2 separate regions of the Oryctolagus cuniculus genome follow, and region 2 is linked to region 1. A link is a contact called in public Hi-C data. All regions are on one chromosome and are shown on one strand. Each heading gives the region's core, a stretch centred on a gene start, on an enhancer-like site or on the middle of the called end of the contact. The rest is flanking DNA. Distances are from core to core; before and after follow the strand shown. Region 1 holds the start of LOC100346459 (histone H4). Region 2 holds the start of ABT1 (activator of basal transcription 1).

Evidence for each region. A called contact is a pair of places that touch in the nucleus more often than the background predicts.
Region 2: a contact with region 1 is called in a Hi-C map of an unstated tissue, with 3 times the contacts expected there. The contact joins the promoter of ABT1 here to the promoter of LOC100346459 in region 1. A contact is called at or near these places in 3 of 6 Hi-C or Micro-C datasets (ear pinna, psoas muscle and an unstated tissue).

Annotation. Positions count from the first base shown.
Region 1 is chr5:153,481,166-153,488,111 of mOryCun1.1, reverse strand. LOC100346459 (histone H4) reads right to left here and starts at 4,042. Exons shown (of 1, transcript XM_017344948.3): 1 at 3,636-4,042. The coding sequence starts at 4,002. The coding sequence ends at 3,691. It overlaps TRNAM-CAU (transfer RNA methionine (anticodon CAU)), which reads left to right and starts at 4,793; the gene lies at 4,793-4,864.
Region 2 is chr5:153,677,351-153,684,296 of mOryCun1.1, reverse strand. ABT1 (activator of basal transcription 1) reads right to left here and starts at 2,470. Exons shown (of 3, transcript XM_002714190.5): 1 at 1,956-2,470; 2 at 995-1,197; 3 at 97-909. The coding sequence starts at 2,196. The coding sequence ends at 529. It overlaps TRNAA-AGC (transfer RNA alanine (anticodon AGC)), which reads left to right and starts at 5,774; the gene lies at 5,774-5,846. TRNAY-GUA (transfer RNA tyrosine (anticodon GUA)) reads right to left here and starts at 3,910; the gene lies at 3,822-3,910.

The DNA of each region.
Region 1 (6,946 bases), core at 2,793-5,292:
GTTTCTCTCCTTGGCTTCTGGATGGCTGACTTTCTGGATCTTCCTGACTCTGTGTGTGTCTGTGTCCTAATTCTCTCCTCTTTTAAGAACACTCTTCAGATTGCATTAGGACTCACCCCAGTCACCTCATTTCACATCTGGAAGACCACATCTCTCGGTGCAGTCACAGGCTCAGCTGGTAGGTAGGACCCCACCTACCACAGAAATTGGAGGCAGGGGCCCAATTCACTCCCTAACAGGAAGTCTGCAGATGAAACCTTAAATTCCTGCAGTGACTACGTATCCCACAGGCTTCTCAGCAGGACCAAGATTGCTCTCAGGATCTTCCTCTCAGTGCCCCTCACTCATCCCCATATGAAATCTACTTCCCTTAGCTTTCCCTTTCTGCATATAATAATAATCACACAAAGTTCTGTTGATTCTGCCTTCTCACTTTAATCCTTTCAATACTTGTATTTATTTCAGCTAAAAGTTGAAATGTAGAAATACAAGAATAGGAATTGAATAAAAACAGTCTCTATTTATAATGAAATTTAACTATAAGCAATAATATACCAGGGGCTGGGGCTGTGGCCTAGCAAGTAAAGCCACCTTCTGCAGTGCTGGCATCCCATATGGACACTGGTTCGAGTCCCAGCAGCTCCACTTCTGATCCAGTTCTCTGCTATGGCCTGGGAAAGCAGTAGAGGATGGCCCAAGTCCTTGGGTCCCTGCACCCACGTGAGAGACCAGGAAGAAGCTCCTGGCTCCTGGCTTCAGATCAGCTCAGTCCTGGATGTTGCGGTCATTTGGGGAGTGAACCAGTGGATGGAAGACCTCTCTCTCTCTCTCTCTCTCTCTCTCTCTCTCTCTCGCTACCTCTCTCTGTAACTCTGTCTTTCAAATAAATAAATAAATCTTTAAAAAAAATGTACCCAAAATAAAATATTTGTGAAACAGTATGCTGGGAAAACAAATGGCCAGATAGTGTAATCTCCCTTATAGTGTTTATAGGACTCTTGTACTATATTCTATACACACAGAGTCACAAGAAAAGACAAGACCAAAATCCCAGAAGGATCGCTGCCAAATGTTAATAATCACACAAAGTTCTGTTGATTCTGCCTTCTCACTTTAATCCTTTCAATACTTGTATTTATTTTAGCTAAAAGTTGAAATGTAGAAATACAAGAATAGGAATTGGATAAAAACAGTCTCTATTTATAATGAAATTTAACTATAAGCAATAATATACCATTAGCATTGTTATGTTCATTTGGGTGAAAGGATCAACTCCCCTAAATAGAATTATCTCCAAATTTCACAATGATGTTTTTAAGAAATATAGAGAGCGCTGTTCAAATCTACTTGTCCTATGTTAAGAAAAATGAGTGATTTATTTAACAACTTTTTTTTTAACTTAAGTATGCTCTATGTAGGCTAATTTTTTTGATATGTGAAAATGAGTAGCACAATCTTAAAATATAATTCCTTGATTAGGAGGCTGAAAAATGAGTTTGAAAAACAGAATTGTTTGTGAACCATCTGGTGAATCATGAGTCTAAGCACATGTTTTTCTTTATATAATATTGCTAGGGACCTCAAAGAGGATCAAATGGGACAATTAAGCAAAACAGTGCAATGTGACAGCATAGGGCAGAAAAATGTTAGGAATTCTTAAGGCAACAAAGATAAAAAGACCAAAGGGGCCATGGTTGCCTCTGGTGGGACAACAGGAGATTGAGATTGGGTCAAAGCAGTTATTGGTAATATTTTTTCTAGCTGATTGGCTATTGGACTCCAGCATGGTTCTCACATCATCCTTTATGATTGACACATGATTTAGGATGTTCTTTCACATGCACTTAAAACTATAAATTTAATGGCTAATAAGGAATAACAATGTCAATATATTAGTGAAAAAGTCATTTCACCTCCCACCAAAAAAATCAGTGTCTGTATGCTATTAAATGTTTCTTGAAAATTTGAAAATAAGGAAAGTCAGGGCTGGAATTGTGGCAGAGACCCGGCTGTCCCACTTCGATCCAGTTCCCTGCTAATGGGCCTGGGAAAGCAAAGGAAGATGTTTCAAGTGTTTGGGCTCTTGTACCCTCGTTGGAGACTTGGCAAAATCTCAGGGTTTCTGGCTTCGGCCTGGCACAGTCCCACTATGGCAGCCATTTCCAGAGTGAACCAGCAGATAAAGATCTCCCTCTCTGTAACTCTACCTTTCAAATACATACAACTAAATTTTTTAAAAAGAGAAGTCACATATCACACCCTAAAAATCTGTAGATGTCCAGAAAAGACAAATAAAGCTCTTTGCAAAAATTGTTGCTGATACACAAGGCTGGCTGTGTATGGGAGCCTTCTTCAAATGCTTTCTTTTTGCCGGGGGAGGGAAATACTTTCCATGCATACTGAAGTATTTCATTTTATCAATTTTAAATTTATCAAGATTTATATTCATTTCACTCATTCATTAATCCATTCACTTGTTTAGATGGATTAAGAGCAAGAACCAAGTGAGGAGGGGGCTGACCAGGACAGCAGCAGTGGGAATGGAAATGGTTGGATTCTCTGTTTTCACACTACAGCTGCTGGGACATACGGATAGGTAGGTGTAGAGACTGAAAGGGGGGACAAAAGATAAAAATGACCCCACTAGGACGGGTAGAATTGCCATTCAGGAACTTCAAGAAGAGGAGCTGTTTTTACAGAGGTGGTGGTAGAAATTCCGTTTGAGGCCTGTCAGAGATGTTAATTAAGTTAGCAAGGCCTCAGATTCTGGAGCTCAAAAATATGTAGGATGGTGATTTAATTTTCAGATCATTCAGACATCACCATAGCAACAAGAAAACAAAGTTCAACAGAATCTGATTTGAATTCTTAAAGTCCACCTTCTCTGACAGGAGCAACTGAACTAAGGAACAGACCTACCCGACTTTGAAATCTGTCACAAGATTCAAGGCACCGCACTCCCCTCCTGCGTTGTCAACCTCAAGGCATCATGGTTGTGGTGAGATTATTTGCCTGGAACTGATTTTTCTGCTAGGGCTAGCAGAGCAAATGGAAACACTGCATCCCGCGCCCTAGGATACGCATGAGGGCGCTGCTGGTGGAAACAGCCTTTTAGTGCCCTGTTCTGCTTGGTTTTTTGTTTTTATTCTTCGAGCATACTGAGCTTTTAAAACTGCACTGAATCGCAATAACCACCTCCCCTAGTCCTATCATTAAATTTATTCGTGCTACTTTCAATGGGTTTACGCACAAACCAGCTTTGAAGACATGAGCTAAATAAAGAGAAATGTAGTCTTCGTTACACACCTTACACCTAAGTCTTGAAAAGGCTATCACCAATGGATTGCGCAGCACACAATTCTCCCTTTTTTCTTCTCAGGGAAGTCAGAGCAGACCCCGGCCAGCTTCTCCCTGTATTCTGGTTCTATGTACCTGGTCCCGCCATCTTGGCTGCAGCCAGGAAGCTGGAAAGGCAAGGGCGGTTACACCGGCCGCCTCATGCACTGGTACTTCTGCCCCAGTCAGGCAGTGCACTGGATAATGCACTGCAATAGACCGCATTCACAACCAAGTGGAAACATCACTGCTATCTACACTTAGGAACGCTGTTAGATGCTAGCTCTTTTACAGGAAAATTTGGGTGGCCCTGAAAAGGGCCTTTGGGTGGGGGTCTGGGGCCGCGGGAGCAGCTCAGCCGCCGAAGCCGTAGAGCGTGCGTCCCTGGCGCTTGAGCGCGTAGACCACGTCCATGGCCGTGACCGTCTTGCGCTTGGCGTGCTCCGTGTAGGTGACGGCGTCGCGGATGACGTTCTCGAGGAAGACCTTGAGCACGCCGCGAGTCTCCTCGTAGATGAGCCCCGAGATGCGCTTGACGCCGCCGCGCCGAGCCAGGCGGCGGATGGCGGGTTTGGTAATGCCCTGGATGTTGTCGCGCAGCACCTTGCGGTGGCGCTTGGCGCCGCCCTTGCCCAGGCCCTTCCCGCCCTTGCCACGGCCAGACATCGCTATCAGCTACCAGAACCAACTCAGAAATAGCGACTACCGGCAGAGGTGCTCCCCTTATATGCCCGGAGTGCGGACCTAATTGAAGACGCCAAGCCTGCGCGGGAACGCCCCTTGCGCCTGCTAGCCCCGCCCCTCGCGCCCGGCGGGGATGACGTCACCAAGAACCTTCGCCCGCCATTTTGGCGCGCTCTCGGGGAACTGTGCTTCCCGCCAGTCCTGCCTTCTCAGGACGTCTTTAGGCCGCTTCAGCAACTACGTCAGGAACAGAAACTCAGTTTTTACTGATGTTTGGGACGCTTTGGGTAGTGGCGCGGGAGCGCGGGCGCCCACGGCCTGCAGCAGCGGCCCGGCCTCGTCCCGCCCTGCGCTCGGACACCCGGCTCGCAGGGCCCGGGTCGGCTGAGAGGGCGGAGGGCGGAGGGCGGGAGAGCGCCAGGTCCTCTCCCTCTCGCCTCCGACCACCCGGAACGCTGCCCAGACGGCGAATCGACGTGTGTGGTGGCTGCGTGGCGCGGTTTCTCCCGCGGCGCCGGCGCCGGGCCCCGCTCCCGGCCGTTCCGTCCCTGCCCTGTTTGGTAGGAGCTGCGCTTCTCTATTTAGCCGCCCTCACATCTGCTCCCAATAACTTGACGGTGTGGTGGTGTTTGTTTCTCACCCCAGTGTCTCGCCCGCCTCTGCTTTTGGTTCCGGAAATGGAATATCAGCCATATGGTGCGTAGGGTACTAAATACGGTTTTCTCACTCAAACGATGATAAGAGTTCTATTGGGAAGGCACTACCTTCGGGAAGCAGAGTGGCGCAGCGGAAGCGTGCTGGGCCCATAACCCAGAGGTCGATGGATCGAAACCATCCTCTGCTAAGTTTTCTTTTCTCACTTTCCTACCTAAAATTCCGTAGTTTAATTTACAATAAAGCGTTCGTATATTCTTCGCAAATACAAGTCGTCTTTGGGGCAAGAGTTTCATGATCAGGATTTTACCCGGAAGCCTCTTGTGCGGCCACTGTGGGTAACTTGTGTCTACTCCTTATCCTCTAGTCAAATCTCTACTAGAGTTCTTGTCTATCTTTATTTGTTATAGCTGATATGTTGATTGTTTTATATTTCTCTCAGGATTCCTATTCAGATATTCTGTATCAGTTACTGTGCAAGGAGCTAAGAAAAAGATGCGAGGTAACCTACAGTCTACACCTGCTCTTTTATTTTTTATGTATGCTTTTAAACAAGTAAATGTGTACGGTATAAGGCAGTATTTTATTAAAAGGATTATATGCTCAGTGCAGTAGGTCTATGCCTCAACATGTAGTCGCAGTTGTACATCAATTCCAGGAAAAGACAGAACTCAGGAAAAACAGGAAAGGGATGTGCTCAGGTGAAGGCTACAGGAGACTTTCTTCTCCTGTCTCCACACGTGCTCTTTACCTCCAGTTGTTCACTCTTTGTCTAGCAAAGTCCGCTTGAATGTTGGAATCTGAGTTGTTAACAAGGGGAGACAGTCACAGAGCCAGCCATAAGTGCATATCATGATTTTGTTGTTGTTATTGTTGACTAAATGTGCTGACAGCCTGGTTCATTGTGAGCTACCACTTCAGGTATATAGGATAATAATATTGCCCAGTAACTATGTGAACATGTGAGTATTTCAGTTTTCAGTGTAGGGGTAGATGTCGTCACCATGGCAACCATCTACAGAGTTAAGGGAAAATTGAGTAAGTGATTTGCTGCATTAACTCCACCTTGGCATTTATCTAATTCAGGAATGGTGGGAGGTTTTGAACCAAACCTTGAATGCGCAAGGACTTCCCACTCAAGGGCATTCTAGACAAACACAGGGAGGTGTGATTGTTAAGGGTTTCCAAGGAACGATGGCTGATTTATTTTTGTGGTAGAGTGTAGAGGAGAGGGAGGATGTGTGAGGGAGAGGGGTTTGGAGAGAAAAGTGGTTGTGTTCCAGTCACCTTTTGCTGAAGGAGGGGCGCCCTCACCATACACATGAAATGCCTGAGCACATGACACTTACCACTGAATAAATGAGATTGCTACAGTTTATTAGTTGTGTACACAAGGGTACTTCAAAAGTACAGGGCAAATGGAATTAAAAGACAATTTTATTTTAATGCATAAATTTTGAAAGCCATGCATAGTTTTTTATAATTCTCATTTTCTGTGACCCTCTTGAAGTCCCCAATCTCACAGCCTGGAAGAAAAGGATGTTTGGTGCGTGCCGTGGAGGGTCACAGAAGGGCTGCCCTCGGGAGCAGAATGAACGCTTTGTCCACTTGTCAAATCTCTTGATACATCCGCAATCCAACCCCTTCTCACCACTTCCAACATTAACCAGCGATGGCTTGGTCACCATCCCGTGTCATCTGAATATTGCTATAGCCTTTTCACTAAACCCTGCCTCCAGGAAGAGAACAAGAAGTCCGGATTCAGTTGTTTGCAGGACACGAGACGAATGTTATAAACAATCCTCACATTAAAGACGACCGCACAATTCAAGAAAATCTGCAGATGACAAAGTCATCACCTTTTTACTGAGCTTTATCACGTGTCAGATGTTGCTCGATGATTGGGGAGAGAATGGCTACGTAAAAGGCTCCATTTCTGTGCTGCAGAAGCGGCTAATTTACTAATCAAGACAAGTATAGACTCACAATGCGCCCGTGATTTAGGAAAATTACGGTAATGCCTTTGTGTTGCGTGCTGACACTACATTCAAACGAGGTTTGCGGCATCAGAGATTCATTGCAAGAATGAAAGAAGCCATCCAAAATATAACATTAATTTCACATCCCATCACGAGGGCAAGCGCTCTGCAGAACATACTACATTCTTCAAAGAATGATTTTATTGCCGTTTTTCTGTTGATTCATCTCTTACAGGTAGAAATAGTTTTTATATTTCTTTGTTGTGTGCCCTCACTCATTCTATGGAAACCTC
Region 2 (6,946 bases), core at 1,221-3,720, 200 kb before region 1:
AACTTCTAACTTGTTCAATGGGCTCCATCCCCCGAATCTAAAAGTATGTAGAAACAGTCATATTCTTCCTTTTCTGTAAAAAAATTTCAAAGATGGTTTCCATCCCAGTCCCACTTTATTAGCTGCTCTACTTGCTTTCAATTAAGAAACAAAGATGCTGCTGCCCCCTCACCTATGGATGGTAAACACAACCTGACTCCCTAACAAGCCGTTCCTCTGATTAGCAATAAAGGGCCTTTCTGGGACCGGCAAGTGGGAGTTTTAGGGAAACCCAGCGAGACAGCCAGCCAAAAGTCAAGCAGAGGAAAACCAACTCCTACAGTAGTCATATCCACACCACAGGAATTAGGCATTTCAGCCAAACACGTACAGGAGTCGGGAGGAAGGAGAAAGGAAGCCTGAAACACTTGCGTTTCTGGGTCCTCACCAGGGAAACACAATAAAATGTTTGCCTGTGTGGTCAGTCTCCCTAGTGTGAGGTAGAACGAGAAAGGCAGAGCCGGGGGCCGGAAGGGGTCTCCCATTCCCTCAGGAGTCCCTGACCCGAGAAGGTCCCTCTGTGTTCTCCGAGGGGGGCGCAGCTCCGAAGATCTTGGCAAGGAGCCCTCGGTTGGAGCGCGCCTGGTCCTGGACTGCAGCCAAGCGAGCCCGCTCACGCCCTCCTGGCCGCGCTGCCTTCCGGGCCCTCAGCTCCTGCTCAGTGGGCCGCTGGGCAAATGCCCAGGAGCCATCTGGTCGGGTAGGGTCCCCATCAGCAGCAAGGAAGCGCTGTCCTCGCTCCACACTTCGAAGATAGAAGTCAGTCTCCCGCTTGGCTTGGGCAACCTCTGCTCTCAGGCGCTGCCTCCGTACTTGGCGCTCAAAGGCAAGGTGTTCACTGAGGTGGGACCAGGTGAACCGGTGCAGGTACTGTGGGCAGGAAGAAAAGGAGAGATCAAGGAGAAGAACTGGGAGACAGACAGGCGGACAGCTTGGCACGTGGGCCAATCCTCACCTTGAGATTCCACAGGTCATAACGGAACGGGCTGCGCTTGCGGGCACCCATGGGCGTGTTGTGCAGACTGGCCGCCACGCGCTTGGCTATGCGCTTGTCCCGAAACTCTACCCAGCCTTCGGTGTAGTCTTTGCTGTACTTCGACCGCTTTTTTCCTCCTGTGGCCGCTGCTGCTGCTTTTTTCTTGCGTCTCACGAACCGATCTGCGTACCAAAGACAGAGCTGAGCTCGGGACTCGGCACCCCAGACGCGCCTCCCACTGGCCGCGCCATTCTCTTAGCTCGCCTACGGGGTACCCCCTCACAGTCTCTGGAAAGAATGAACTGTGAGATACACTCTGCCTCACACACCCTTTCCTTTATCTAGATCAACACTTCCTCAAATGTCACTCCTTAGGTCTGCCCTGCACGCTACCAAAAACTTGTACAGGGGCCGGCACTGTGGCGCAGTGGATTGAACCCCTGGCCTGCAGTGCAGACATCCCATATGGGTGCAGGTTCGAGTCCCGGCTGCTCCACTTCCGATCCAGCTCCCTGGATTCAGGGAACCAGCTCCCTGGATCGTGTGCCTCGGAGGGCAGTGGAGGATGGCCCAAGTCCTTGGGCCCCTACACCCATGTGGGAGACCCGGAGGAAGCGCCTGGCTTCAGATCAGCTCAGCTCCGGCCACTGCAGCCATTTGGGGAGTGAACCAGTAGATGGAAGGCCTCTCTCTGTCTCTCTTTAACTCTTTCAAGTGGCTAAAATAGGAAAGTTCCTGATGTTTTTATTCCAACTGCACTATCGCTCAGCGCATCAGTAGGCACAGAAGTAGGCGCACACGAGATCGGAACCCAAAGGCCGCAAGCCCAGAACTAAGGGGCCAGTAGGCCCGCCCCCCGCCCCGCCCGCTCAGAGATCCCATTCCTACGATGCACCAGGCCAGCGCCTCGAGAGTTCACAGAGCGCGCCCGCGCTCCTACCTTCCGCCTGAAAGAACACGCGTCCGACCTCTCCGTAGGCGCTCAAGAGGTTGCGCACGTGCAAGGGACGGAAGCGCGGCGGGACGTGGCCCAAGTATACAATTCCCGGCACCACCCGCTTCTTCTTGCTGCGGCCCGTTTCTGTGGATTCCTCCTGGTCCTCTTCCTCCTCTAGTTCCTGCTCCGTCCCTTCTGGCGGATCTGGTTCCGTGGCTGCCTTCTCCGACTCCTCCACCTCCATGCTGACAGAGACAGGGAGCACGACAGCCGTAAAGCGCCGTGGCGATTACGCACTCGTCGTGCGACGACGTGCTACGAGGGGCGGGACTGGGGCGGTGACTACGCAATGAGCGACAGCTTGCCGCGAAGGGCAGGGCGAGGAGATGACAACAATGAAAAGACTGAGGGACGGAAGCTGGCCCAAGAGGGCGGATTTGAGGGTGTCAGGTCAGAAGTGAGAGTTGAGCTGGGGGAAGGATGAAAAATCGGGAGAGCGGAAGTGACGCCTCTCCAGAGGTGGGGTGACGGAACCGGAACCGGAAATAACGTTACGAGAACGACGTAACACGCCCGGTTGAACGCCCTGAAGAGGCGCGGGCGAGTGAGGCAGGGCTCCGGGAAGTTCGCGGGGCAGTATTTGCCGAGTTTCTTTGTGCCCTAACGATCGAAATAACATTTTATACAAAGAACCCGGATATGGTGTCGGTGACGGATAACTCATCTTTGTAAACTTCGATTTTCAATGTAAAACTAAGAGTTTTGAAGTCTCACATGACAGTATTGAATGTTTTGAATGTTTGAAAATGTGGTTTAACGTTGCAGATGTTTAGATTTACTTTCGAAATTTTAGACAGTTTAACGACTTTAAATTTGATTTTGTGAATGTCTGAAGTAAGTGTGCGTGCGAATTATTTGAAGAACTTGGCTTGTTCCTTATGTGTGTGTGATAGTCCATGTGTGCGTTTCTGTCACACGTATTCGTCAGGTCACCCAGGCCAGCCCGGTGCGGTTCAGCCCTCCTGTCCCAGGTCCTACCCGGCGGCCCCGGCGCGACCGCGCTTCCCGACACCCAGACCCGGGCAGGGCCCCCGGGGCGCCCCCAGGACGCGCCCTGACGACGCGTGCTCGGTGGGAGCAGAGTGACGCCCAAAGGCGCCTTTCAGTTTTTCGTCAATGCGCGACGCCCTTGATGGGGGCCCCAACACTAGTTTTGCATCCCGACTTGAGCCCAGAGGGACAGAGCGGGGGCAAACACGTCCCCACTTAAAAGGCCCCAGCTCCCTTCCAGAGATCCTGTGCATTTCTCGCTTCGCCGCCTGCACGTGCGTTCATTTTAAGGGAGGCAGCTCTTCCCCCGTCCTGTGTGTGTGTGTGCGGGGGTGTTGGTGGCAGTGCGTGGATGCGGTTCCCTCCTCATCCTTTAACACTGCCCTGAGAACAGCGCTGGGCGCCAGATCGCTTCCTGGCTGTGCAGAAAGATCCCGGGCGGGGCGGGCGCGTGCCGGGAGCAGACGGTGCCTTTAAAAAAAAACTCCGAATGCACGCAGGCGCTAGGTGATGAGAGGCGCAGCGCTGCTTAAAGTCTCTTCAGTACTCACCAGGATAGCACAGAGCCCCAAAGGCCAGCCCTAAACCTCTGGTGAAAATTGGGAGCGAACTCCCTTTGCGCTTCGCGTAGCACACGCGTCTTCGCAGCTGAACCCGGTGGGCCGGGGGCTCCGGGTATACTCGGGGAGCGGGAGAGGCGTGCCGTGTTTCTGTGGGGCATATTTTATACACGTAAATAATAAAGGTCTGCGAGTTTGAGCGATAAGCATCCAAGCATCCTCGTTACTGCTGCTCTGTCTTTGTGGTTCAAAACTGTTGTCCTTCGAGCCGGATTCGAACCAGCGACCTAAGGATGGCTGATTTCACGCCACTACAGTCCTCCGCTCTACCAACTGAGCTATCGAAGGACACGTGAGGGTGGCGCTTACAACACCTGAGATAATGGATGGCCTGATGGTTTTTAGTTTTGTATTCACGCGCGCTTCGGAAAATAGGGCCAACTGTAAGGCAGTGTTCCCCCACACTGGAATTTCTATACATTTATCTGAGTACCGTGTTTCCTAGCGTTATAAATATGAAAAATCCATTGGGTTGTATACATGAGACATTAGGTGATTTGTGTATATTCCATAAATGAAAGCCCTCCGCGATCCCTTGTCCCCCTCTAGATACCGCATAGCTAGGGACAGGCTCTGCGCTGTGGCTGATGTCCTGTGCGGTCCACCTCCTCCTTCCTCTCAAAACTGCCTGGTTGTCCCGTAAATTCTGTAGTTGTTCTAGGTACAGACAGCTGGGTTGAAGAGGATTCCGGGGTTGTAGAGCACTGTCTGTATTTTCATACCTTTGCTATAAGTCAATTAGGAAATGGTGCAGCTTAACAACTAGTAAAATTTCCCTGTGAATCTTAACATATTGTTAGGCTTTATTTACTTCTTTAGAAACTTAGAGATAGAAAGACTTAATACCTAATCCAGTATTCCTGGAAACCAGAACTCCTAACTCGGTAAAGCCTCAGACAAACCGATGGCCCAAACACAACGCATGGATATGAGTTATGGGATTGGGCTGATTTTCTTTTCCTCAACCTCCATCCATGGAAAATAGCCGGGAAAAAAAGAGAAGCCACACAAAATTCTGCTCAGCGATGAGTAAGGAGAAAACACGTGTGACCTTGAGCCAGTTTTGAGATGGATAGTGCTCTGAGTTTTGAACTTTCTTGTCTGAGATATGAGAGTGGGAGCGAGCGGCAGGAAGATGAGGGCCTTCGTTCTCACCGTAGTTTTTGTCAGCTCTGATTGCAAAGAAAAAGCAAAAGGACTAAAGGCAGTCTCCGCCGACTTGGAAAGGGCCTGCTGGGGTCGCCCTGCACAGCGTAGGGACAGAATCACTTTCTCTAAAAAAGTGTTTCGCCTTCTCCATTTCAATTTTGATCATCTTGGCCAATTTCACTGAAATTAGAAAATAACATTAAAGCAAACAGGAGGAATTCTCTGATAATGAAATCTCAATAGAAGATGCAGATGTTGGGTGGGGGGCTTTGTGTGAGTTTCCTAAAATGATGGCTCCCTGGCACCTGGAACAGTACCTGGTACCCGGCTCTCCACCGGCCCAGGAGAAAAAGGCAACTACTGCCTTTGTCTTTTTGCAAGGACACCAGCTGTAGACCCGCCATATGTTGTTCACTGCTCTTGTAATATTTACCTTGGAAAAATAACTTGAACACCCTTTGATCAAACTACAGAGCCAGAATAAAACCAAGTGGGCCGCGCCCTCTCCTATCCTTCCGCCTCTGTGTGATGGGGAAAGCCCGACACGTAGTGGGTCTTCAAGGATATCCGAATGTGTTCCTGGGACCCATTCAGCCAACTGATGGAAATTTTAGGGGCGGGGGCGGAGATTGGCGGAAATGCTGCATAGGCCGAGGTTGAACCTCGTTGCTTGAGTAAATTGATTTTCTCCTGGCTTCACCCTCAACCTTCCAGTCCCCCGTTTCAGAAGGTCAAATGCTGTGTTAAGCTCTTGCCCCATTCCCAAGACAGGTGTTTCTGGGGAACCCCGCGCTGTGGCCCAGGCGCACTCCACGATCCTTTACCGCCAGGAGCCTGCACCGCAGCACCAGGTGGGCGGCGTCCAGGGCGGGTGTCTCCCCGCGGCTGCCAGGTCACCGCAGACCTGCAGCTCCGCACGAACTGGACAGTCTGAATTGTCCCGAGTCCGGCCTCACGGTCAGCTTGCAAAGGGGATAAAGCAAGCGAGCGCTGCGGCCAGGTGGGGAATTAGCTCAAATGGTAGAGCGCTCGCTTAGCATGCGAGAGGTAGCGGGATCGATGCCCGCATTCTCCAGTTTTGTGCCTGTCTTTTGGCTTTGCTTCTCCTGCTAAAATCTTAGGGAAACCGAAGCCGTTTAACGACGTCTGCTCATTCCTAACATCGCTGCTTTTTCTTTCAGGACCTGTGCTGAGTTCTGTGGGGGCGCCCGTGTGTTTTGCATATCTGACTTTCGGTTTCTTCCTGGTGGATGGACAGCTCTACCCCTCGCCACATGTGTTCGAGTATTGGATTTTTTTTTTTTTTTTAACTTTCTGTATCTATTTTCCACCGTCAGTTCCGCAACTTTAACAAATGCAGTGCATGAAGAGCATGCAGGCGTGTTTGCGGTTTGAGTTCACTCGGGAGCTGCCACTTTAGCACAATCTCCAGCCCTTAATAGGAGTGGTTTCCAGTGCGTCTTGGGCAGAACGAGCCTGATTCAACAAACCTGGGCTTCTGTGTTCTTTTTCGGCTGTCCAGGTGATTTCCGAAGCGTGGGAAGAATGATACAAAATCCTCAGACAACTCTTCTTTACTTTGATTTAACACCCTTGTCAAGACTTGGATCCGATATTTTTGTCATTGAGCACTCTCCCACAGGCACCCGGGATCTCATTTCTGAGACAGGGTAGCAGTGGGATTATTGCCTATTACTGAGATTAGCGCAAAAGTAGCAAACGTGTTATACTCTACTTTTTCAGCGAATTCCACAGGTGGGTAGGAACTCCTCTGCATTTTTTCTCTTCTATAGTTTTTTTTTTTTTTTTTCCTGAATGCACTGTTCTCTTCCAGCAGTGTTTTCAGAACTCGAAGCATATTATTATCACCTGTGGAGGTTTTTTTTTTTTAATTACCAATTACCAAGGCCTAGGTCTCAACTCTAAAGTGGCACAAGTGCAGGCGCTTTGTAAATTCTCCCCGAGAGATCAAATCCCCACCGAATGTTCCTACGCGAGCCCTAGCTAAACAGAAGGGCGACTGCACCTGCCAGGGCGCGTGGGCGGCGGCGGAGGTCCAGTGTGCAGCTGACCGCTCCGGCCGGCAGGGGGAGCGCGCGCCCCACCAATCGCCGGCCGACCCGCGCGACCCCTTGGCCGGGAGCGGACGCCCCCCTCGCCCCCTAGCCTGGCGGC